7 separate regions of the Mus musculus genome follow, and regions 2, 3, 4, 5, 6 and 7 are each linked to region 1. A link is a contact called in public HiChIP or PLAC-seq, Micro-C and promoter capture Hi-C data. All regions are on one chromosome and are shown on one strand. Each heading gives the region's core, a stretch centred on a gene start, on an enhancer-like site or on the middle of the called end of the contact. The rest is flanking DNA. Distances are from core to core; before and after follow the strand shown. Region 1 holds the start of Slk (STE20-like kinase). Region 2 holds the start of Neurl1a (neuralized E3 ubiquitin protein ligase 1A). Region 3 holds the start of Cfap58 (cilia and flagella associated protein 58). Region 4 holds the start of Itprip (inositol 1,4,5-triphosphate receptor interacting protein). Region 5 overlaps Itprip (inositol 1,4,5-triphosphate receptor interacting protein). Region 6 overlaps Gsto2 (glutathione S-transferase omega 2). Region 7 holds the start of Cfap43 (cilia and flagella associated protein 43).

What was found. Promoter capture Hi-C pulls out the DNA fragments that hold promoters and counts their contacts. Hi-C and Micro-C count contacts between places; a contact is called where the count stands out from the background. HiChIP or PLAC-seq counts read pairs in DNA pulled down with a chosen protein or histone mark.
Region 2: a Micro-C map of embryonic stem cells shows a contact between it and region 1, with 5 times the contacts expected there. The contact joins the promoter of Neurl1a here to the promoter of Slk in region 1. A contact is called at or near these places in 3 of 39 promoter capture datasets (embryonic stem cells and liver), 7 of 484 Hi-C or Micro-C datasets (cortical neurons and embryonic stem cells) and 1 of 115 datasets of contacts at active chromatin or transcription factors (pancreatic cancer cells).
Region 3: a promoter capture Hi-C map of the HPC-7 cell line shows a contact between it and region 1. The contact joins the promoter of Cfap58 here to the promoter of Slk in region 1. A contact is called at or near these places in 5 of 39 promoter capture datasets (the C10 cell line, the HPC-7 cell line, HPC-7-derived erythroid cells and 3 more), 1 of 484 Hi-C or Micro-C datasets (CD4 T cells) and 1 of 9 other capture datasets (adipose tissue).
Region 4: a promoter capture Hi-C map of the HPC-7 cell line shows a contact between it and region 1. The contact joins the promoter of Itprip here to the promoter of Slk in region 1. A contact is called at or near these places in 2 of 39 promoter capture datasets (the HPC-7 cell line and neutrophils), 1 of 484 Hi-C or Micro-C datasets (CD4 T cells), 4 of 115 datasets of contacts at active chromatin or transcription factors (extraembryonic endoderm stem cells, memory CD8 T cells, microglia and 1 more) and 1 of 9 other capture datasets (adipose tissue).
Region 5: a contact with region 1 is called in a promoter capture Hi-C map of the HPC-7 cell line. The contact joins the enhancer-like site here to the promoter of Slk in region 1. A contact is called at or near these places in 2 of 39 promoter capture datasets (the HPC-7 cell line and cranial neural crest) and 3 of 115 datasets of contacts at active chromatin or transcription factors (large pre-B cells, memory CD8 T cells and pancreatic cancer cells).
Region 6: an HNF4G HiChIP or PLAC-seq map of pancreatic cancer cells shows a contact between it and region 1. The contact joins the enhancer-like site here to the promoter of Slk in region 1. A contact is called at or near these places in 2 of 39 promoter capture datasets (cranial neural crest and liver), 1 of 484 Hi-C or Micro-C datasets (embryonic stem cells), 2 of 115 datasets of contacts at active chromatin or transcription factors (effector CD8 T cells and pancreatic cancer cells) and 3 of 9 other capture datasets (adipose tissue, liver and pancreatic islet).
Region 7: a contact with region 1 is called in an H3K4me3 HiChIP or PLAC-seq map of neural tube, with 4 times the contacts expected there. The contact joins the promoter of Cfap43 here to the promoter of Slk in region 1. A contact is called at or near these places in 4 of 39 promoter capture datasets (the HPC-7 cell line, cranial neural crest, frontonasal cranial neural crest and 1 more), 1 of 15 datasets of contacts at CTCF or cohesin (the NIH/3T3 cell line), 2 of 484 Hi-C or Micro-C datasets (B cells and nephron progenitors), 8 of 115 datasets of contacts at active chromatin or transcription factors (the 230-238 cell line, bone marrow-derived macrophages, embryonic stem cells and 4 more) and 3 of 9 other capture datasets (adipose tissue, liver and pancreatic islet).

Annotation. Positions count from the first base shown.
Region 1 is chr19:47,578,497-47,581,754 of GRCm38.p6, forward strand. Slk (STE20-like kinase) reads left to right here and starts at 1,523. Exons shown (of 18, transcript NM_001164639.1): 1 at 1,523-1,847. The coding sequence starts at 1,698.
Region 2 is chr19:47,177,125-47,180,382 of GRCm38.p6, forward strand. Neurl1a (neuralized E3 ubiquitin protein ligase 1A) reads left to right here and starts at 1,696. Exons shown (of 6, transcript NM_021360.4): 1 at 1,696-2,427. The coding sequence starts at 2,343.
Region 3 is chr19:47,936,219-47,939,476 of GRCm38.p6, forward strand. It overlaps Cfap58 (cilia and flagella associated protein 58), which reads left to right and starts at 1,494. Exons shown (of 18, transcript NM_001163267.1): 1 at 1,494-1,618. The coding sequence starts at 1,610.
Region 4 is chr19:47,917,566-47,920,823 of GRCm38.p6, forward strand. Itprip (inositol 1,4,5-triphosphate receptor interacting protein) reads right to left here and starts at 1,758. Exons shown (of 2, transcript NM_001362458.1): 1 at 1,559-1,758.
Region 5 is chr19:47,900,837-47,904,094 of GRCm38.p6, forward strand. All of the region lies in intron 1 of Itprip (inositol 1,4,5-triphosphate receptor interacting protein), which reads right to left. Among named protein-coding and RNA genes, the nearest start is that of Itprip, 17 kb to the right of the region's middle. Within about 2 kb of position 1,770, at least 70 of the 459 cell types and tissues checked have an H3K27ac peak or open chromatin away from gene starts, as enhancers often do. A contact at or near this core is called in the HPC-7 cell line and pancreatic cancer cells, where this site is marked.
Region 6 is chr19:47,867,422-47,870,679 of GRCm38.p6, forward strand. It overlaps Gsto2 (glutathione S-transferase omega 2), which reads left to right. Exons shown (of 9, transcript NM_026619.2): 2 at 2,265-2,339; 3 at 2,788-2,902. Among named protein-coding and RNA genes, the nearest start is that of Gsto2, 3.3 kb to the left of the region's middle. Within about 2 kb of position 1,735, at least 27 of the 459 cell types and tissues checked have an H3K27ac peak or open chromatin away from gene starts, as enhancers often do. A contact at or near this core is called in pancreatic cancer cells, where this site is marked.
Region 7 is chr19:47,835,905-47,839,162 of GRCm38.p6, forward strand. It overlaps Cfap43 (cilia and flagella associated protein 43), which reads right to left and starts at 1,457. Exons shown (of 38, transcript NM_027559.2): 1 at 1,311-1,457. The coding sequence starts at 1,423.

The DNA.
Region 1 (3,258 bases), core at 273-2,772:
ATTTAAGCGCTTGCTATTGTCCCCTTTGTACCACTAGGCCTCATCTTTTGTCAAAGTCTACTATTTTAATTTTTAAAACGTTTTCTTGTGGTATTCACTCATTTCCTGGTCTGCTTTCTACACCTACCCTGGAATGTGGCCCTGCTCTTGGTCACCTTGATGGGTGACCCCGCCTCTGCCTCCCCGCCCCCCTCCTCCCCAAAGGGCTTCTGTCAGGTGGAGGAGGGGGACGGTAAATCATTTGACAGACTCCAGGCGACACCCACATAGCCCCAGCAAATCTGGAATCCCCGGCTGGATTAGCTCAGGTGAGACTCAGGAAGGGCGGCACCAGTTTTCTGGCTGTGGAGGTGACCCAGAGGTTATCCTTAAGGGAGTGTCACCACTCCAGAAGCCGATCTTAAACAATTTCCTTTTTATTTTTTGAGACAGGGCTTTTTTCTGTAGCCCAGGCTGGTCTCGAACTCGTTATCATTCGTTGGCAGCTTCCCCAGGGCTCCACCACACCTACCTTTTAAACAATTTTTTTTTACAACCTATGTTTGCACTACCTTCATATTGAGTAAATATTGTGCACTTGCTGGTGCAAGCCCTGTGCAAAGGGTTTCCATTTATTGTCTCTTTTGATCTATGCCGCAACGTTTCAGTAAGGACTATGGAGATCATAGGAATGGGGACTCGGATGCTGTATTCAAAGTCACTGAACTATGGCTCAAAGCCCAGGCTCCCGGCTTTCCCTCTCCCTGGACTCTTGTATGAGTTCCGAAGCGGAAACAGTGCACTTTCAGGCACCCACAAGCATAGCCTGCTTTCCCGCGTCCCCCTTGTGCAGAATGAGGCAACATCCGCCAGCGCAATCAACAGGGTCGCGCCGAAGGAGACCTGGCCAACGACGTCGTGGAGCCACCCGGCTCGGGCTCGCAGAGGTCAACGCAAAACCCTCGAGGAGGATGGAAGCGCTCAAGCCTCCACCACACCTCCCGCCGCAGGCGCCACCGAGCCGCCGCGCCGCCAGCCCGGCGGAGCCAGCGCGCGTGCGCGGGGCCAGAGGGTACGCCCTCGCGAGCGCGCGGGGAGCGGGGCGCGTCACCGCGCGGGCGAGCGCGCGCGCGGCCGAGGAGCTCGGGCGCGCTGCGAGACGGCGTCGGCGTCCGTGCGCGCTGCGGGCCGAGGCTGTGTGGGCTGAGGCGACGAGCGAGGCAGCGGCGCCCCAGAGCCGAGGGGACGCGCGGGTGTCGCGCAGTGGGAGCGGACGCTTCGGAGCAGACGTGGGGCCCCGGCGGGAGAGCTTGGCTTCGCCGCTACGCGCCTGCCGGGCGCCGGCCGCTTCCCGGGTCCGGAGCGGCCGCCGCCCCGGGAGACGCGCGGTGACACGGGCCTAAGGCGCCGCGGGCCGCGGGCGTCCGCGCCGCTCGGACCCGTGCGGCCCGGTGCGGGCCGGGGACGAGCGCCGGGGCAGGTGCAGCCCCCGGGGCCCGCGAGCGAGGTGCCCACCGTGCCGCTCGGCCCGTCCCGGCTCGCGGCGGCCGCGCGCCCCACTCCGGGGCCGGAGCCCGGTCGGCGCCCCGCCTTCTCCGGGGAGCGCCCGGCGGGAGCGGCCCGGACCCCGGGCTCGCGCGGGAGACGACGCGCCACAAACTTTGCCTTTTATTGTTCCTAGCCCTTTAAGGGCAAGGGGCTCTGCTGGGCTTGGAAAAATGTCCTTCTTCAATTTCCGTAAGATCTTCAAGTTGGGGAGCGAGAAGAAGAAGAAACAGTACGAACACGTGAAGAGAGACCTGAACCCCGAAGAGTTTTGGGAGATTATTGGAGAACTGGGCGACGGAGCCTTCGGGAAAGTCTATAAGGTAAGAGGGGGAAAACGGGAAGTTGGCTTAGGAGGAGATGAAACGGCCGCCTGTCCGGAGTGGCACGAGGACTTCACCCCAGCAGCCCTTCCCGTGACTTGCCCGCTCCTTGGCTTTGTAGGTTGAAACTTCAGCTCAGCATCCAAGCCGTTACGGAATACCGTGGGGCCGGATGCAGTTTCAGGAGTGATGGGTCTGCAGTCTAAACCCTGTCAAACTTCCGAATTTAATGGGAGGAGCGGGTGGTTGCGGCCCGGCCCTCGAGTCTTTTAAAATCGGAAACTCGTTAGCTTCTTTCTCCCTGTGCTGATGTTTGTTTACTAGTGGCGTTTGCATGTGTGCATGAAACAGGTAACTTTTTGGAGATGGGGACAGTATGTATAATTCAGATAAAACGAGCAAAAGGTGCCTGGCCAGCATGGAGCCCGTTCTTGAGTTGGTTGCTTGGCCACATGGGATGGAATTTCTGACAACATTTCCAGGAGATCTTCATTTCATCCTAGTTTTGAAATTCGATAAGCATTGGCTAGAAGGCAATACCAGTGCTTGAGGAATCAGAAAACTACACGAGTATTTATGTATTTCAATAGAGGTTTGATGTTTCTACACAAAGGTGTGAATGTTAACTGTTTACCCTGTCCTAGGAAGTATATGAATGATGTCATTGGAATATTTACTTCCTGAAGGGCGAGGTTTTTATGAGCCACAGTTTAGGGGTAGGACCCACTGGTTGCCTAGAATTGAAAACATAGATTCAAGACTTTCCATTCTCACATAATTTGTATCGTATAAAAGTCCTGAGAAGTGGCAGTGTCCACCTGCTCATGGAGGGAGACAGTGAAGCTCACAGACAGTTCATGGCCACCATGATTCAGTGTAGCCTTGAACTCAGGCCTCTGTGCCCATATGTAGTAGTGTCTTTTTACTTTTAATTCCATTCAGTCGAAAGCATGTCCTCTACTTTCTAAGCACAGCACACTTTGTCTTGTAATGCGTGCCTTGAATGCATTCTGTCAAAATTCTGGTCTTTTTTTTTTTTTTTTTTTTAATCCAGTCTGAAAGACACACTTTGATTGCTTGCTCTATGTGTTTTCAGAACATCTTGTTCACATGGCTACTGTAGCACTTGTCACATATTATAATTGACATTTTCATGTTTATATAATAAAATTAAGGCCCAAAGTTTCACATTTGAATCTATGCCTCACACATTTGTTGAAATGAAACAATGTATGTTACCTTTAGATGAATGCTAATGAAAGTCAGCATATAGTATGGTTTCAGCAAGAGCTTATTGTTGAAGATGCACAGCAGAAGGGCATGTAAGGGTGGTAGGAAGTCATCCTGGGGAGACTCGTTTAGTACTGGCTGTCAGAGCCAGCTTGGCGGTCATGACCAAAATAACCACCTC
Region 2 (3,258 bases), core at 446-2,945, 400 kb before region 1:
TCCAGGGGAATTAGTCTCCTCTATACAGGCTCCACATATTTATTCTGACTCATAAAATGCCTGATCTCCCCAGCTATGTGTAATCTGTATGTCCTCATTCTCTCTCTCTCTCTCTCTCTCTCTCTCTCTCTCTCTCTCTCTCTCTGTGTGTGTGTGTGTGTGTGTGTGTGCTTTATGTATGTAGCTGTTAAGAGCCCACAGATTGCTGACAAATGAATCATCATTTGGGGAATAAGTGTTGGGAAGACACCGCCTATAAATAAGACACCAGTCCCTGACCATTCTGTAGCCAGTCAGCACCTGATCCCAGGCACCCCAGAGGCTTGGGGCTGGGGCTGGGACTGGGGGCCTGGTTGTCTTTCTCCTCAAACACCAGAGCATACCTTTCACAGGTATTTCTAGCTTGCCTGGAGTCTCTGAAACTTAAGGATATAACATGTGCAATCAGAGGAGAGTAAAAGGCAGGACAGGGGGCTAAAGGGGATCAGAGATGATGTCTAAAGATCACAGTAGGATTTTACTGCTGGCAGGCATGGGGATCCATTCACTGTACAAATACTTCTGAGAATCCGCATGTCCCTGCCCTGGGAGCTAGAACACTGTGAGGAAAGTGGCTGGCCGACTCTCCCCTCAGCAAGCTTATTCTCTATCAAGAGAAGCCGAATCTAACCAAGCAGAAAAGGCTACTTTTAGGCAAAGTCATATAAAAGCCACGAAGAGAATGGGATGACCCTATGGAGAATGATAGAGAGAGGCAGAGATGCTTAGCTGGGGTGGTCAGGAAAGAGCTGTGCCTACACATTGAGGATGGGTCCTATGGAGAAACTTCCAGAAAAGGATGGAGGAGATGTCTGTGTCCCACTCATGACCCAGGGCTCACTCTGGATCCGAGTTGGGAAAGTCCGGTTAGAGTGAGCGATGGCCCCGAGAAGCAGCAAGGCTGATGAAGGTGTGAGATGGACAGACGGACTGTCTTCTCCCCCATGATACACTGGGAGAAATAACCGCCCCAGATCCAAGATGACTTCCTGGTCCCTCCTGCAGGTAGCAGTGCTGAGCTACACAGATGGAAGAGTCACGTGAACAGGACATTTACAGACTGCCCCCTTCCTCGAGGAAGCCACCTTGGTCTACTATAGGCTATAGCACCCCCTCTATCCCTTCCCCAATCTCTTAGTTTTCCAGCTGACAGAATAATTCAACTTGGAACCGATATCTCTCTCATGGTTTGTACCTGAGCTGGGTCCCATCGGCTTGCTTCTGGTCTTGTGGTTCTCCGTTCTTGAACATGCAAAGGATGTTTGAACAGTCAGGAAATGGTCTGACTGGGGTTCTGATTGGAAGTTCCAACTACAGCGAAGGGGAGGTGACTGTATTCCTGATCTCAATTGTCTTAATTCATTATCCACTCACTCCTGAGCGTTTTAACACGTGCCAGGCCCTGAATCCCGTGCTAGGGAGCCTCCATTAGGGCTACCTCGCCACGCCCTGGCTCCGGGGCTCCCAGCGTTGTGGCGGTCCTCTTCCTCTTGTTTTCAGGTTCTATGTCCCAGGACAGGGAGACGCTCAACCTCCGAAGCTCCCATCTATTCCTGACGTCAGGTCCGGAGCAGTGCCGCCCCCAACCCTGGGTCCCGCGCGCCTTCGAGAACTTATAGCCAGCGGGAACGCGGCGCGCCCCGAGACCCACATCTGGCAGAGCGGGCGCGCGCGTGTCACTAAGACGCTCATTAACCTGCGCAGCTGTCGCCATAACAACCGGAGCCCCGGAGTCCTGGCGACGCTAGGGCGGGGGTTGGGGGCGGCGGCCTCGGGAGGGACCTGGCGGGAGCGGGGGCGGTCCACACGAGCCGGGCGCTGCAAGCTCACCCGCGGGCGGGAGGGCGCCACGCACGTCGCCGCGGCCGTCCCCGCGGGCGGGGACCGAGCCCGCCGACGAGCCTCCGAGCAGCCGCGCGCCGAGCCCCGACTCTATGGCCCGCGGGGAGCGCGCCGCCGCTGCGCCGCCCACCCGCAGCCGGAATCCGAGCTCCAGCACCAGGCAGAGCGCAGCGGCTCGCGCCGCGGGCCGGGGCCCAGGGGCCGGGCCGCCCCGGGCGCGGGGCATGGGAGCCCGGTAGCCGGGTGGCGCGAGGACCCCCACGGCGGGCAGGACCCGCCGAGCGAAGACCGCCAAGCCCAGGGAGAGCCGGAGACAGCAAACCGCCCGCCCCCGGTCGCAGCCCCGCCAGGGCCCTCCCCTGGCAGCGCGCACCCGCGCGCGCACACACTTGCACACCTTTCCTCCGCTCCTGCCCAGCCTTGCCTGGCTCCCGCCGGAGCACCCCCGGGGGGCCGATGCCATGGGTAACAACTTCTCCAGTGTCTCCTCTCTGCAGCGAGGAAACCCGAGCCGCGCGTCGCGGGGCCACCCCCAGAACCTCAAAGGTAGGCTTCGCTGACCGGGGAGCAATTGCAGGGAGGGTTGCGGCGCAGGTGGAGTGGTGGGCAGGGGTGCGGTTGGGGACGACCGGCAGGTGCCACCTGTTGTGTGCATTTGGAGGGCGGGAGAGGCGCTTCTGACAGTGGAGGTGGGCTGTGGTGGCAGCTGACCGGTGCTGATGGTGGAGATGAGGGAGGATGGCGGTCGGTGGGGGTCTGCGCAATTCTCCTTATCTGCCCTGGCAACGTCACTGGAGTCCCCTCCAGTGATGCTAAGCGGTGAGAAGAGGTGGGAAAAACATTTGCCGGCTGGATAGGGCAGTGTGGAGGGAAACCTAGGTTTTTCCAGATGAGCCTCCCAAGAGAGTCATTGTGGTCTTTTTTGCATTTGCCTAGGGCTGGGGGAGATCCCGCTGGAAGCACTAGTTGCATTTCCAAGCAGAGGGTCTTAGAGATTCAGGACTAGAAGGGCAGACGCGTGCTCCCGGGGTCTTTGCAAGTGGGTGATCTTTTGCACCGTCTGAGTCAGGTTGTTTGGTTTTGTTTGTTTATTTGTTTGTTTGTTTGTTTTGTGCATCCAAAGACAAAGTATCTGGTCTGAACCCTAGAAAGAGGGGAAGGGAGCTTCCAAACAGATGGAACGTTATCGGGAGGGTTTGCTGTCTATGGCCCATCCAGCACCCTCTGGGGGAGGCCCGAGGCTCTGCCCCAGGCCTTCCAGCTTCCAACATGTCTCTGACCTTTGGAAGATGCTGCTTGGTTTCCTGGGCGCCTGGACCCAGCTAATTCTCTCTGGAAAGCTGATTTTTTTTTTTTTCATCTTTATTAGAGACAGGT
Region 3 (3,258 bases), core at 244-2,743, 360 kb after region 1:
CAAATGGAGAAGTTTTACAAGTCAAAAAGGTGACATGAAAAGGAGTTTTTACCCTCTTGATTGGCATAGATTTCTAAATATTACTATAAAAATATGTATGTATTACTATAAAAATTAAAAAGACCTACTTAAGCATTCCCCAAAGGAATGTTATTGAAACGTCCAAATAAAGAAAAGTAAAATTTTCCTATGTCATTTTATTATTTTTATTCTTTGAAATTTCAATAAATATTTACAGGGATAAAAATGTTGGCAAAGGTTATGAACAGGGAAGCTCACAGAAGGGAGGCCCAGAGCAGCTCGTGTTCATAGGAAGAAAAATGCTCAATTTCTTCAGTGGAGGAAGCGAAAGTAAAAGCAAAATGTGCCTCTGCTTCTTCCAGCCCATTGACAGAATTTGAAAATTGCCTAATTAGATGAACTAATGTTTGTCTAGCCCTTGCTTGATGCTCAGTAAACGCCGGATGGGTGCAGAACCTGGGACATTCGCTGTGGTACAACATATATAGGGCAGTGCCATTAAGGGATTGCACCTTTGCTGTTGGAAAGCAGAGTCCACTTTTAGGCAGGAAAAGGTACACGCTTCGGATAGTCACGTGGTCACTGCGTCTTAGGTTCACGAGTTGCTACGGAACAGAGCTTTTGCCTATGTGTAGTGGGTGAAGTGGAAGAATACATCTTACAATAGGGACATGGAAAAGGAGAGGAGAGGTTGTCTTAGCCCCAGTGGCCCTTCGGTGAGATTTCTTTTGCAGAACACACATGCGTGTTCTAATATGATGTCCCCTAGGATTCCCCTATGCACAACCTCGCTCATCAATATCTCCTACAGGGGAATTTATATATAGGTCCGTAAAATGCACACCAGTCAACAATGGCTATGGTGGTGATTGGTGAATTGGAGGCAGCCTTGTTATTCAACATTTGAGGAAGGAAATGACATGTGTCGGGTCTTCAATTTGAAATGCCAAGCAGAAGTCTGAAGCAACGGACACCAGTGCAATAAAATTAGGCCCTAGAAAAGAACGCTGCCCAGTGAGAAAAGAACATATTTCTAACGTTCATTAGCAAACTAATAAAAACACACGAGAAAATGGGATTGATTTTTTTTAAAAATACATATCTGAGCACACAAGCACTTATTAACAATCTTTGTGGCTGAATTTGAGGGTTGGGAAATAGGGCTAGCGATAAAGAGAAAGAAAACCACATTTCACGAACAAGACTGATTATCCATCCCAGCTCTATGCATTCACAGTGCACTGGTTTCTTGAGTCTGGGGATTCTGCTATGCCTCTCAGGGGCACGGTTCCTTGGCTCCATCCCCTTCAGGATATATTTGCATATTTCTCTGCGGACCACTGCCGGGTACCGACCTACGGGGCTCCGCCCCTTTCGAACCTGTGCTTTGCCTCAGCGGCAGGGGGCGTGGCGGTTGCCAGGCGACCGAAGACGCACCGAGCGCCGGATTTCGGCGCCCGGGCTGGCGATCAGAAAAACGTGTCGCCCTTTTAGACACTGGGGGCAGTGCACAGCCCCTTCTCCAGACTCCAGCCCAGTTTTCTGATCTCCTCGGCAGCCTTTGAGGCCGCCTCCAAACAGCGTCAGGATGACGGAGGTCAGGAGTCAGAGCCCCTCTTTTTCTCCTTGGTTCTCTTCCTGTCATCTCTTTCCTACTGGAACTCATCCTTTGTTACACTCACTAATTCTGATCCTCCTTCACAAGCACCCCTGCTATATGCATCCTCACGCTTTTTCTCTCGTGGCTCTGTCCCACCTCTCCTCTCTTCATGAATTCGCAGACCGTGACTGGCAGTCTGAACTGCGGGCGATTACTGATACCGCAGCAGAGATGTTATTGAAAATGTCTCATTGTTACTTTCCTCATTAACCTCTCCACCTGTCGCGCCCTGATCCCCTAACACATGATCACCAGCTGTCACACTTTCATCACGGCCCTCCAGCTCATTGTCATTGCCCTGTGCTCTCATTGACCCCGTGTTAACATCCCGCAGCCCCGTCTCTCGCCTGTGTTACTGGACACTTCATCTTCAGCTGCACTGATGAGGGCTGACTTCTGCATCCTTCAGTAACCTGTCTGTCCATTAGCCCTCTCATCTATAACCTCGACAGCCCTACATCCTTGCCATCACTTGACATGCAGAGTTCTCATTTATCTTGGTCTTACTTAAATTCTTCACCGATCTATCAGAGTGCACCCGCACCTTACCTATTATATACCATTTCCAGCCAGTATCAGCTGTATAATCTGTGAGTTCCAGAGTAAAATGAAAAGCTTTTTAAAATTACTAAGACTTTTAAGCTGTGACAGCAGAGAATTTAACCAAGGTAGAAGTCTTCTGAGTACTAAGTCTTGAGTGAGTGACTGGGCCCACACCCATGAAACCAGCCCCGGTCCCAACATCTCCTAGCACAACCGTGCCCCGCCCAATTGCTTCTTGTCCTCTCTCTGCCTTTGCATCTCCTCACCATTCCATCTCCTCCACCTCAACTCTGCCTTTGTAAGCTCCACCCCCATCGTTCCTTATCCCCCCACACTGTCCCTGCTCCCAGTTGCCATCACTCAGTGTCCCGGGAGACTGTGGTCACATCACCGCTCCCCACTACCTGGTCTCTTTCATGACTCTTCACTTCCCATCTTCGCTTCTTGGTTCTGCTTGCTCTCATTTTTATTCCTCATTCTTTTGCTTTGCTTTGTGTTTTCTCTGGTTCTCACTGTCCTCTTCTCAGTTCATTGTTCTTCATTCTCCATGTTTTCCTCCCTGGAAAACTTGTTGTCTGCAGGACAAGCTGATGACCTGCAGAGCCCAGAGCACTTGGCGGCATGTGGCAGACATTCTAGGTAGATGAATGGTGGAATGTCACAGTTCCTCGTAGCACTTCATGTTGATCTCCCTGTAAATACCCACTTGGCCACAATGTAGAAGATACCAACTGCCCATTGGTCAGAGCTAGAGTTTTGTTTTCTCTTTGCCTTTAATAGAATACTTTTTGAAGCGACAACAGAAAAATACATCTCTTTTGTTCACAAAAGTTTCTTTAACATATTCTTTTTTTTTTTTTTTGATATTTTTTCCATTCCTGCAGTAAGTGCCAGGTGCACAGGGAGAACCTGGGTGCAAACAAATCGTTAGGCTGCTGATCAAGTGTTGACGTTAACACCACTTTCCAGGCAAGAGCGCAGAACGCTGTTGCAATAAATGTGTCTGTGACTCAGGTTTTGTATCAATGAGTTGG
Region 4 (3,258 bases), core at 508-3,007, 340 kb after region 1:
ACCTTCCTCACTGTCCACATAATCTCAGCCCATCTCCCCTGGACAGGTTTTAGTTTGCCAGCACTGTGTCCCTGACAAGTGGCTTTGAGAACTGGGCTAGTGTTCTCCGCTGGCCCAGCCTCACTCTTGTAGGCTGCAGAATGCCAGGTGCATACCGCTGACTCCATGGAGACAAAGCATGCTTTTGTCAAACAGGACTACGTCTGACACTAATCCCAGAGGGTCCCAAAAGGGAAAACCATAAAACCAGGCATCTTGCAGACAGTGAGCAATTATCTCCCAGAAGGTGCGGCACCTTCTTGCCCTCTGATTAAAAAGTTCACCCACACACCCTTTATGTTTCTCTCCTGGCCCGGAGAGCTAACAATTTTTGGGATGATGGCATCAGGTTAAAAGTTCAGGTCTCTGCCCCCTTTCAGAACCTTAAACTGCTGCGTCTAAGAAAGTTACCCACAGAAAGGGAGATGTGTGAGCAGAGGGCTCCCCATCTTCCTCAGGGATCCAGGCAGAAAGTGAATATAACCACCACGTGGTTACCCACAAGTGGAAAAATCTGAAGGCAGAATGCCTGGGGCAGCAGACATTCACACGGAATCAGCAAATAACGAAGGCCACTTAGGCATACCAGGCTGGCAGGCAGGCAGGAGGCGAATGACAGCGGCCTCTGTCACCCTTCTCACCGCTGACCTGGACGAGTGGCCACACAAAGCTGTGTTGGGTTCAGCTGGTAGCCTCTCCCAAAACAGAGCTAGTTTGTAAAAGAGAAGAAATCCGAAAGGCAACAGAAAACCACCCGACATTGGCTTACATGGTACCAGTATCTGGCCTCTTCTGTTTTGGCAAGAATGACCAGTCTCATACTAGGTAGAGGGGCAAAAGGCTAAATGTAGTTCTTCCCTGGTTCTGTCACTATTTTCCCATTTTGTACGGGGAATCGGGGTTAGGAACTTCTGAGTCTCTTCACCTGTCAGCCAGAATGAGGGAGGCTCAGAGTGGGCCTTGAGAATGGGGCATAGACTACACAGCCCAAGAGAAAAACGTGCAGGGTCTACTTCACTAGGAGTCTTGAAAGAGGAAGTGGCAGGGGCTTCATCCGGCCTGAAGCAACCTCCTTGCGTCAAGACAAGCTATGAAGAAACTAACGTCATTCCCGTTCCTTTCTCCCAGGACTGAGACTCGGCTACCCAACACGGTTTAAGAGATGGAAGGTCCCGGCTCTAGGCACAAACCCGTGGCACGGCTAGGGGCTCCGAAGCAGAAGCCGCCTGCCTCTCAGATTGCTGAAGGCACTGGGGGCTCCGTGGCGCAGACGAGGGCAGAGAGACCCCAGTGCATCACACCCGGAGAGTGATGAGGGAGATAATGCCCACTTCCTGGGCGTGCATTAAAAGAGTTCCCGGGGTCGGTCCCGGCCAGGGTTCCCGCAGACGTCCCTCAGAGCTCCTGGTCACGATCTCCCACGCACATCTACGGGGATCCTCCGTCCCCTGAGCGCCCTTCATCCCACACACTCAGCTTGTGGGGGCAGCAAAGCCTCATAGTCGAACCCCGCACTTACGTTCGGCCGCGGCCGCCGCAGGGATACCGAGTGGGCCTCGCTCCAAGCGCGGGTCGTGGTCCCGGGTCTGCAGGCTGCCGGGGATCCAGGGATGCGGGCGACTAGACCAAGGCGGCTCCCGCCTCCTGGACTCCTCCCGCCCAGCTTTACTGGGCAACAGAGTTACTCATTTCCGCGTTGTCACGGAAACTTTTTGCTCCTTATAAGAACAAAACACCCGCCTTTACTGGCGCCGGGCGGAGGTCCTTAAGGACGACCGTGACGGTTGCCGGTAAGGGACTCTGGACCCGCCTCGGAGACCATCCTCTGGGTCTCTCGGATGCTCCAGAGAGGGCAGCGAAATTAGAGAGCCACCTGACGAGAAGGATCTGGCTGCCGGAGAGGAATAAAGAGGGAGACAAGGGACCCGGGAAGGACGTCCTTAAAATCAGGTCTAGGCTGCAGGATGTAAAGGGTTAAGGTGCTGTTAGTCAGCTCGCATTTCTGTGGCGCGTTTTACAACCGGTGGAATTCCTGGGGCCACCTATTTTGTCCCTCGAGGAAAATATAAAACGAGACACAAGGCGAACCACTGTCCCTCTTGCATTGTGACTGGATTAAAACAGTTTGCTAAATTTTTTGGTTAATGTACGCATTGTCTCTTGGCGGGAGAAAGGCACAAAGGAGGAAGATGACCGGAGGCTGTTAGGGGGCGCTCTGTTTTCCAGTTGTCAATGTAGTATTGCTTTTAGAGCAGGAAGCGCTGGAACAGAGCACAGTAGAACTCATACTTTAAACAAAACTTTAATAGTATATCAACAATCTTCCCTTTGTGAAGTAGCACATTCCTACAACTGGTGGGAGGGGCTGGAAAGGGCTGGAATAAATTTTCAGTTCGTTTCGGGAGCTCCTAGGAGAAGCTGAGGAAATAACACTGTCTAGAGATGATCACTTTACTACTGGCATTGGTCTCGGGAGCACCTCGGGAGCATCTTGGGAGCACCTCGCTTTCCTCCTCCATCCAGCCCAAATGACACTCTCCTGAACGCTTTAGGCTGAGTTTGCGGGATAAACAGACAATGAGAGAATGTCCTAAAAATAGACCCTGGCCCTTGGCCCAGGGTACTTCTAAGTCTTTGGCTGCCTGCTGCTCACACCCCTTTCCTGATTGGGGGTGGTGGGGGATTCTTATCGCAGAGTTTGGGGGCCAGGGAAGGGTAAGGAACCTTGGGGAACATTCTCAAAAGAGCTGTGTATTTCTAAAATGTCTCCATGTTCAATGGACAGGACACCCAGAACAGGTGGGGGAAGTGTGTGTGTGTTGCTTGTGTTATGTGTGGAATGTCAAGGTTAGTGCTTTCAATGCACTCTGGGGTTGTCGTCCGCCAGCAAAATCTACTTCAGCGTTTTCTAACAAGCTGCATACTCTTATTAATATAAGGATCATTTGTTACATTCCTTTGTCGTTTGAACCTGATTATCTTACCCCAGAGCTTTTAATGTTCTCTTGTCCACTCTCGGGACTAGTTTGGTCTATAATCCTAACCTGCCATATAAGCCCTTCATGACTGGCCTCTTTTCATGTGCCCAAGCTTATATCTCACTCATGTGCCACACTGAATTTTATACACACACACACACACACACACACACACACACATTCATGCACCTACACATGTACACACACAACACAGACACATAAATACATACATGCACACACA
Region 5 (3,258 bases), core at 520-3,019, 320 kb after region 1:
AGGAAGCAAGGGATAAGAGAAAGTACACACGTCAGACTAGTAGAGGGTAGGATGGGGGCGGGGGCGGTGGTGGTTGTGTCCGAGGGCAGCCTCCCACTCCTGAGCCGGGAAAAGCATGCTGGGTAATTGCAGAAACAGTGTGGTCATGTTGTCCTCAACACAGAAACAGTTGAGGATGACCAACCCGGACGGCCCGAGGACAGAACTCTGGTTGGTTCATGCTGGCTCATGGCTCAGGGCTTTAAATGGAGTACCAGCAGCCAGCTAGCTAGGTGACCGTAAGAGGTTCCAAGGCAGTGGCCTTTGGGCACCGCTGAACCCATGCAACTCCCATCATAGGAAGGAATCAGTTTCCGTATCAACTGAGGAGGGAGAACATACCACCAGTAGAGGAGTGTGACTAACACTAATTCCCAGACTGGAGGGTTCTCTTCCCCCCATACAAGAGCTTTAGCTAGGTCACCCAAGCAAAGCTTCGTGCCTGCAAGAGGATGCCCGACTCTCGAGTCTCCTTGTTCAGGAGTTAAGAGCACTTGGAAGAGACAGAATTGTTAGGAAAAGCATGGGCACCTTGGACAAATGACTCGGCTTTTCCAATCCCATCTCTGCATCTGTCAAACGAGAAGAGAGGTTCCTGGTGTCATTCGCTTGAATAAGGAGAGATTCCTTAGAGCCCTAGTGAAGTCCTGGCCACTGATCAACTGCTCTTATCAAAGAGTAGCGGTGACAGGTGAGAATAGACACGTGCCCCTGCCTGCAGGGGGCTCTGGAAGGGCACAGGCAGCACCTATAAGGGCTACAGACGAATTTTGTCAGAAATACCAGGCAAACAGCACAGCAAACACAAAGGCGTCCATCTTTGGAGATGGCCAGTGGACCCCGGCCTTGAGCAAAGCTCTACCCCCGGCAGGGCAGCGTGACCTCAAGTGGCCCACTCACTTCCTCTGGGCTCCCATCCTCATCTGAAGAGGTCAGAGCAGCCCTCCCTTTGCAAGGATGCTGAGGTCAAGTGCATACGGGTGCTTGGTAAGTGCCTGGCACAGATGGAGCAGGTGTCCCACAGGTAGGAGCCTCCACAGGCCTGTGTTCTCACCAGCCCTGCCCAAGTCTCAGGGTGTGGAGGAACGCACACTGGGAAATGCTTTGGCAGCAGAAAACACTCCACTGCTACTTCTGTTCCTTGGCACGGGGCTCCTTCCACCCTGTCCCTTCCCCACCGCCAGCAAATGGGGAGAATCCTTCAGAGCCCGGACCTTCCAGCGAGTGGGGAGGCTCTCTGCTGACTCAGTTCCCACTTATCCATCACCTTCTGCCCAGGGATCCTAACCCAGATGTCATTCCTTCCCATGCTAACCCCCATGTGTGCTGTAGAGCCCTGGGGACGGCATAGGAGAGCCAGGCCACGATACTGATTAGGTTGTAGCCATTCTGTGCCTACCACCCAGAGCTGCAATTGAAGTCTCTACTCGTCTGCCTCCCAAACCAGTTAATAGGGACCCCTGCCCTGAAGGTCCTGGGGAAGGAGGCAGGGAGGATTTTGTGTTCTGATCTGAAGCTCTTGGAAACCAAAATTACACGCACATGCATGCACACTTACATGTGCAAACACCGTTCCCCAAAGGGTGGCATCGCCCCATTCCAAGGATGTCTGCCTCCGCTGGCTCCAAAGCTGTCAGCTTTGAGAGAGACTGACCCACACCTGTGGCTTGTGACATCTGTTGGCAGGCCTTGGCTTCGGGAATAAACCTGGGTTATTTAGTGGGCTTTTGCTTGCTTGCCAGGAAGCAGACAGGAAGTCTGTTAAATTCCTCCCCACCCCAGCCTAGCCCACAGGGAGAGTGGCTCAAATAGCTAAGTTTAGCCTGGCAAAAGGCCAGGTCTTGGGGTACAGAGGCTGGAGAAAGATGGTGACCTCTGGATGTCTGGGTGAATGTGGTGGCCAGGACAGGTACTCTACTAGGCTCTTTCTGTGGGGTTAGTCAGAAGCCCAAGGCCCTAGAGGAGAACCGCGAGGTGCCTATTTACTGGGGTCTCTTACTTCTGCCCTCTGGAGCATTCACACAATGGCTCTGGTGAACAAACCCTACTGGACATAGCTCCTGTCTGTTGAGCCCTCACTAGGCTGGGCTCAGCACTGTCCACAGTGACTACCATGGCCTTCCAACAGGTGGCTGTGATCCCTGTTTCACAGATGGCTTTGTCAAAGCTCAAAGGACTTTCTAGTCACGTGACACCAGAGGTCAGAGCTAGTCGGAATTCTGGCTGCTCTGCCTGCGTCTGCCTGTGCGACAAAGCACCTGAGTGTTGGGAGACAGCTGGGCGCTCAGGATCCTCAATGATGGGCAAGACTCCATCCCCGATGGGAAAACCTTACAGTCCTCGTGGGAGTCAGAGAGCCACAAAGCACGCTGTCACCGGGGCACAAGAGGCCAGTGAACTACAGCCACGAAAACACATAGAGGAGCCTTATCCCTGTCCTTTGAAGCTCCCTCCCCATATTGGTGGGGGTGGTGGTGGGGTTAGGTCCCTGGCTCTAGATTGACACCCTTCCCTTCTTCCAGAGAATTCTGTAACAAGCCCGGGCCCTTCTCTTTCTGCCCCGTCACCATCCTACTGCCACCTGGAGTTGGATGGATGACTCTAATCTTAGCCACTGAAGGATCTCAGGCCATTTGTCGGTGACTGAGTACCTCCCTCTGGGATTGTGACTCTGCAAGGCTCCCAGGAGCAGCACCGCCTTGCCTCGGGACTTGCTGGACAGATGCATTTCAGTGCCTGCCGATCAGGAATGCCAGGGGACAGACCAGCACCCCGTGTTTATAGCAAACTTCCCTGGTGGTTCTTGGACCTCCCCACCCCCCCCCTGCTCAAGTCTGAGGGACACCCATTCCAAAGCCAGGTGTCTAAGCGAGGTATCCTCTGGGGAGAAGGAAGGTGGGGCTCCCGCAGTGTCACAGCTGGATTTTGGAGCTTGCCAAGGTCTCCAGCCTGTCAGATGTAATTAGCTTGGCTAATTAATTACAATAGCAGCCACAGTCCTGGAGAGGCAGTCTAGCCAAGAGGAACATCTGATGGCTTTCTCACTGAGTGGAGTGAAGGAGGTGGATGCTGGTAGACTGGGGGTGGGGGACTACTTGGGTTTACCCCCTGCCCCCCCCCCCCCCGCACTGTCTAAGTTCTAGACCCTTCAAGAGAGGAATCAAGAAGAGCAGACTATCCTGACCGTGTTGAACCCTACTGTGTGCCTAGTCACAGAGT
Region 6 (3,258 bases), core at 485-2,984, 290 kb after region 1:
TGGGCATTCAAAGAGACAAATACAATCATAATCTAGCATCTGCTAATATTAGACTTGTGACCAAAAGGTTTTTTTAAGCCGAACAAACAAACAAACAAACAAACAAACAAACAACTCAAGCTGGCATAAAAGTGCACACATTTAATTCCAGCACTTGGGAGGCAGAGGCAGAGGCAGGTGGGTCTCTAAGTTTGAGGCCAGCCTGGTCTACAGAGTAAGTTCCAGGACAGCCAGAATTACATTAAAAAAAAAAAAAAAAGACAAAGGAAGAAAGAAAGGCCCCCCTTTCCTTAAAACAAACTGAAATCGAGTGAAGAAATTATTTCCATTCTGTAAATACATACATCATTAATCACCATGACCAGAGATTCCTCTATTTTTAGAAAAGCAGCTCAGGGACTGGGGAGATGACTTAGTGGGTAAAGTGCTTGTTGAACAAACACAAGAACCTGACTTCCAACCCCAGACGCACAAACAAGACCTGGTGTGGTGGCCCGGGTTTGTAATCCCAGTGCCATGGAGGAAGCTGAGGTGGGTTTCTGGGGCTTTGGGGCCAGCTCAACCGAATCAGCAAGTTCCAGGTAAGAAGGTGAGACCCCCATCTCAAAAGACCTCTGGCCTCTGCCATCCAAGCTCACACCTTGAGTGTCTGTGTGTGTGTGTCTGTGTGTGTGTGTGTACCTTCACACACAGAGAAACAGTGGATATGATTATATTTCAGATGTCTGAAAAATTATTTCTAATAGATTTCCATGACCTTATTAAAATTGTTTTGTGCTTGAGTTGGTCAATATAACAGAGATGCAAACACGGGATAGCATAGATGGAACATTTGCAAAAAAAAAAAAACCACTTAGGAGTTACCTACTGAAATTTTAAGAGGAAGCAGAGAACAAGCTTAAAGGTCATGATTAAAATCCTTCTGGGAAAACTGTTGTGATCTTTCGAGAGATTAAAAAAAATCACATTACTGAAATGTAGCCTGAAGCATTCAGCACACTCAGCCAGCATTAAACTGTTAACGGGGGAAATAGTGTGGTGAGTTAGATTCTAATTCTCATATGCCCGGCAAGCTGAATTGCAATGTGTGTCTCTTCATGGGTGCAGAATGGGAAGGCATCATGCTATAAAAATGCCTTCTTACTCATTAGTATTTCTCTTTAATTTTGAGGGTCACTGAGATAGAACTCCGCACAATTTCACTCCATAGTCAAAACCATCATATACACACTGGTGGTTGTCATCTTAAACAAGGAAGATGGAGGGCAGAGAGGCTAAGCATTGTGCCCAAGGACCAAGGCAGGTCTCACAACCCATCTGGTTCCATGGCCCATTTTGAGACTCCTGACATTGTACTGCCTCCCATAGGTGGAGAATATGTTCTACCTTTGTCCTAACTTCTCCAAATAGACTTGTATCTCAAAACGTGACCTCCCATATTACAGACATACTTTTTATCTTGAGACAGTGGTCACTCTGTAGCCCTAATTGGCATCAAATTTGTGATCCCCTTGCCACAGACTTCAAGTTTTAGGACCATACCACATACCACAACAGCTTGCTCAGGCAAACCTGTTACAAATGACATTTGCTGTTCTCAGATTTCGATTCCTTTAGAAGGAGTGAATCGTGAGGGGAAAGCTGGAAATGTTTGCCCTTCTGGCACAATAGAACCTCCCAGTTTGCAAGTAGAATTCCCTTCCTGACTGTTGCTATCTCAGCCATTGCAACATAAACAGCTATGAATGACCAAATCAAAACCACCTGGCTAACTCAGGCTGCTGGCTGAATTTTATGCAGCTCAAAGTGCTAAGAATGCTTTTCAGGACTGTCGTTTTAAGCAGCTGAAAAAAATACCAAAATATAAATCATAACATGTGATGTAGAGATCAAGTTGACCAGTACCGAGTGGTTTTTGTGAATTGTGGACCGGGAGTGCTGTGTCAATATATGTTCATCTACTGTAGCGTAGGTGCCTCTCTGGAGAGATAGGAGGCTGTATGTGGAGGTAGGGAGACTGTGAGGTACCTCTGTATGTTCTGTTTTATATTGTTGTGAACCTAAAGCATCTCTAAAAGTTAGAGGCTATTGAATATGTATATATATTGAATATGTGTGTGTGTATATTCATATTCATCTTTATTCATCTTTCCATTGGGATAATCCATCCTGTAGGATGCATACGTACAGGCCAGTTTAAGGGTTAAACAGGACCAGTCAAGCACCAGCTGGTCAGTAATGACTCATTTTTATTTTCTCTTTAGAACCTGGGTGTGGTCTCCTCGGCGGTTATCTGCTGTATTTATGTGAAAGGTGAATGAAAGACAAGAAATAAAAAGGTGGGCATGACTGCTCCTGAGGTGGAGGGTTTCACTATAGATATAGGGGAGTTTGCAGGCACAGTCAGAGGCAGAAACATCTGGGAGAGTGCAGAGCAGACAGAATCAGCTGACTGAGTTGGGCCCTGTGAGGAGAGGGTGGAAGGAGAGAGGAGAGCCAGGAGCAGAGGCTAAGAGGTTCAAACGGGTAAGAAGGCTGGGGTACCCCAAATGGCTGGGTCATATAGGGAAAGCAGCTGGGGGAAGTGCAGCCCAGCATAGTCCCTGGGCTAGAGAAGATTAGGGTAGGGGGTGGGTGTGCCAGCCAGGAGGACTGCTGGGGAAACCTGGTGTCCACGGGCACCTCTGCTGTTTGTCCCGGGTTTGAGACCTAACAAAAGGTACTTCTGTCTTCTCAGAAGCTGTCTCCTTACCTAACAGGGCATGGTTCTTGTGTTCCTTGTTTCAGTCTTACCATCCAGCCTGTCCGTCTCTATCAGAGTTAGTTCCAGGGGAGTAGTTGCCTGTGAGACCTGCATCTGCTGCAGTGGAAAGTGAGCTGCCTGCTCCCTCAGCACAGCAAGGCAAGAACCCATCCGCACCAGGTTTCTGGCGATCCCTGTGCACTGAATTCAAGCATGGATTCAATCCAAGCATGGATTCAAACATCCCTACAGTTTCCTAATTCACACAGAGTAACTATTGACACACCTTGCTATTAGCGCAACTCCCACGGGATCACGGATGGAGTTCCAGACTAAAACTGTAGTTGAGTCATTATTCTGAGGATTTCAAAAGATTTCCTATTCTGTAGGGGAAATGATCTTATCATTACTAGCCAAGACATTCTGGAGGGGTGAGAATTCCAAAGGCCCAGGGTTGTCCATCTTGCAAGACATGTGATAAGACTTTGCTATTTTAGTAAAAAAAAAAAAAAGTT
Region 7 (3,258 bases), core at 207-2,706, 260 kb after region 1:
ACACATCCGCTTCATTTTTAACTCCCTCTCTGCTCCAGTCTTTCAGAGGAACACAGGGACTCACTGAGAAACCAGTGTGAGCCGATGGTCTAGAACAATGCAAAGGCTGGAGAGATGACTCAGCAGTTAAGAGCACTGACTGCTCTTCCAGAGGTTCTGAGTTCAATTCCCAGCAGCCAAATGGTGGCTCACAACCATCGGTAATGAGATCTGATGCCCTCTTCTGTTGTGTCTGAAGACAGCAACAGTGTACGTATATACGCATATACACATATACATAATAATAAATAAATAAATCTCTCTATATATATAAAAGAAATGCAAAGATCAATAGGTCTCTGGCCTGTGACATGGCTCACTAGGTTGAAAGGAAATTGTAGAAAACAGTGTATCCAGGGTTCTTTTCTCTTGACTGTTTTTTGAAAAACTAAACTCAAAATCACTTAAAAAAATCAACTAAACAAATTTAAAACCGCTTTGAGTAAGACAGCACACTCTATAGTTGTAAGCCACGTACGTGACTTGCTTATAGTTTACACACATGAAGAATGCACGGCTCTGTTTTAGACCTAAAAATCCACATAAGGACAAGGAAGACACGAGGGCAAAGGAGTTAGAACGTGAGAGGTCCATTTTAGGAGAGGATTGTGTGGTAGGTATATGGTGGAAGGAAAGTCTGAGATAAGGAAAATTCCATTTTATTTAAATATTAAAGATATGTTTGAAAGTGGAGGAAAGAGAGTGAAGGGCACATGTTTTCCGAGTCTGTCCCCCATCTCCTCCCATGACACAGAACAGCAGTGACAGGGGACCCTGAACTGTAAGCCATCCTTCAGAACGTGGAGGGACAGAAAAGTTAGCTCTTCCAGATGTCTAAGGCCCAGCAACTGCGCACAGGAATCCGGAGTGAGAAGGAAGGAGTTAGAAGGGAGGGAATCGCCTAAGAGGACGCTGATGAAGAGGAGGGCTGAATGGGTTTGCAGGAGCTCTGGGGTTGAGTACCACCGAGGCAGGAAGAGGATGCAAAAACAGAAGGTGGGGGAGAGGAATACCGGGCACACAAGTGAGGGTCCCTTAGCAGGAGAGCAATGTGGTGAGGTGGGAAACTGAGGGCCGGTTGGTCATTTGGTCAGGAGACCGACCGAGGGGTCCAACTGAAGAGGCTGCACAGGGTCGGAGCCGGGGGTGGGGAGGAGTTGCGGGGGTGGGGGTGGGGAGTGAGAAGCAGAGCGAGTTTGCTTGGAGGATTCGAGGGGCAGGGGTCCTGGCAGGGTTTCCCCCTCCAGCCCCTTGCGGCCGCGATGCCGCACCTCACCGACAGGGAGGATCCGGAGTAGTGGGCAGAGGCAGAGGCAGGGGCTGAGGCTGAGGCAGAGGCAGTGGCAGAGGCAGTGACGTCGTCGCGCTCCGGGTCTTGCGACATGCCGACTCCCAGCGCACCCGGGGCTGCGGCCGTTACTCCTTGGCCCGGCCGGGTCAGGCTAAGAAGCCCGCGAAGATGCCACTGTTTACACCTGTATCCTGGAGACCGGGAACCCCGCGCCCATTGGCTGGCGGGCGCCGCCTATGGGCGAGCGGCGAGCGAAGCCGAGCGGTGGGACCCTGGGTCGTGGATGCTGGAGTGCTTCTGCCTCAGCAAATAGTTTCAGTATTAATAAGTGTCAAGACGGTTATTAATTCTGCATGCTGCCATGCTACTCCTATCTATACGCCGGAAATATTTCATTTATTTCCCTGCACCGGTTAAGCCTGCTCGGAACCCAGTGAGCAGAAAGCCAAGTCAGAATCCAAAGGGTGAGGGGCACAATGGCTGCCTAACAACCCTTCAGGTGTCTCCTCTGTGAGCGCAAGGAGGCAGACTGAAGTAATCTGGTGGGTGATAGGCTATGCTCTTCTCTCCTAGCCCCTTGCCTCTGTCCTGTCTAATCCTTTTTCTTCCCTGAGTTTCTCTTCCCCTTTTCCAGTTCCTTCCTTCCCACCTGGCCAAAAAAAAAAAAAAAAAAAAAAAAAAGTTGGGCTCCCCATTCCCTCCCCGCTCCCACCAGCCTCTCCCTCCTTCTCCTCCTCCCCCTCCTCCTTCCCTCCTCCTCCTCCCCCTCCTCCTCCCCCTCCTCCTCCTCTCTCTCTCTCCCTCTCTCTCTGCCTTTACTACTCTATTAACTCCCCTTCCCATGGCCTGAATAAACTCTATTCTATACAAGAAGAAGAAGAAGAAGAGGAGGAGGAGGAGGAGGAGGAGGAGGAGGAGGAGAAAAGAAGAAGAAGAAGAAGAAGAAGAAGAAGAAGAAGAAGAAGAAGAAGAAGAAGAAGAAGAAGAAGAAGAGAAACAGGATGAAAGAAAGAAAGAAAGAAAGAAAGAAAGAAAGAAAAAGAAAGAAAGGAAATAATATGTTGGAAATGGCTGAGCCTGGTCTAGGGAATGTTCACTCCATCACTGTAACTGTTACAGTGGCAGGGCAGGGCTTCACCAATGAAAATGTTACAGCTTTGATAGGAAAGGTATCCTGGCAATTGGGAACCAAGCAATACCACCTTGTCACACTTTACAACAAACCTCACCCAAGAGATTTATTGGGAGGGGAAACCCAGGAGGGTGGATGCAATGCTTGGACTAGAAGCAGCTGTCAACTGAGCATAAGGTAGGGTTTTTATGTAGGGTTTCATGGCTGCTGGGCTTTCCAGGGTGGCCTGGGATTGGTGGAATTTTTTTTTTTTTTTTGTCTGATATTGTGGCAAGCTTAGGGATTGGTGGGATTCTTTTTCTTGGCCTTGGTCTTGGGGTCAAGTCAGGGTCATAGTGTTCTTTCTATTGCCCTTTTTACCCTACAGTAATGAACTATGGATGTGTTCAAGTAGGTTAAAGAAAGGGGGATTTTAAAGAGAGAGAGAAAAAAGAGGAAGACCTTTGAAGCAATAATCCACAGCATCAGTGTTTAATAACAAGAATGATGCTGAGGTAGAGCAGAAAGACGTGAAACTATGGAGTCAGGAGAAGGGAGAGCCAGCTAATCAGAGTCTGGCAGCTGAGAACCAAACGTTCCGAATGCAGGATAAAACCCACCAATTACATAATAAGGACACCCACCAATCCCTGAGTTCATTCAAGCTCAGGAATTGATATCTCACCAATCACCACCCTGGGAATCTCTATCCTGGAAAGCTCTGCACCTCCAGAAATCTTATATAAGCCCCGCCTTCTGCTCAAATTGCCTGAGCAAAAGCAGCCACTGTCCATCGTCCATCGAGGTTTTACCTCTC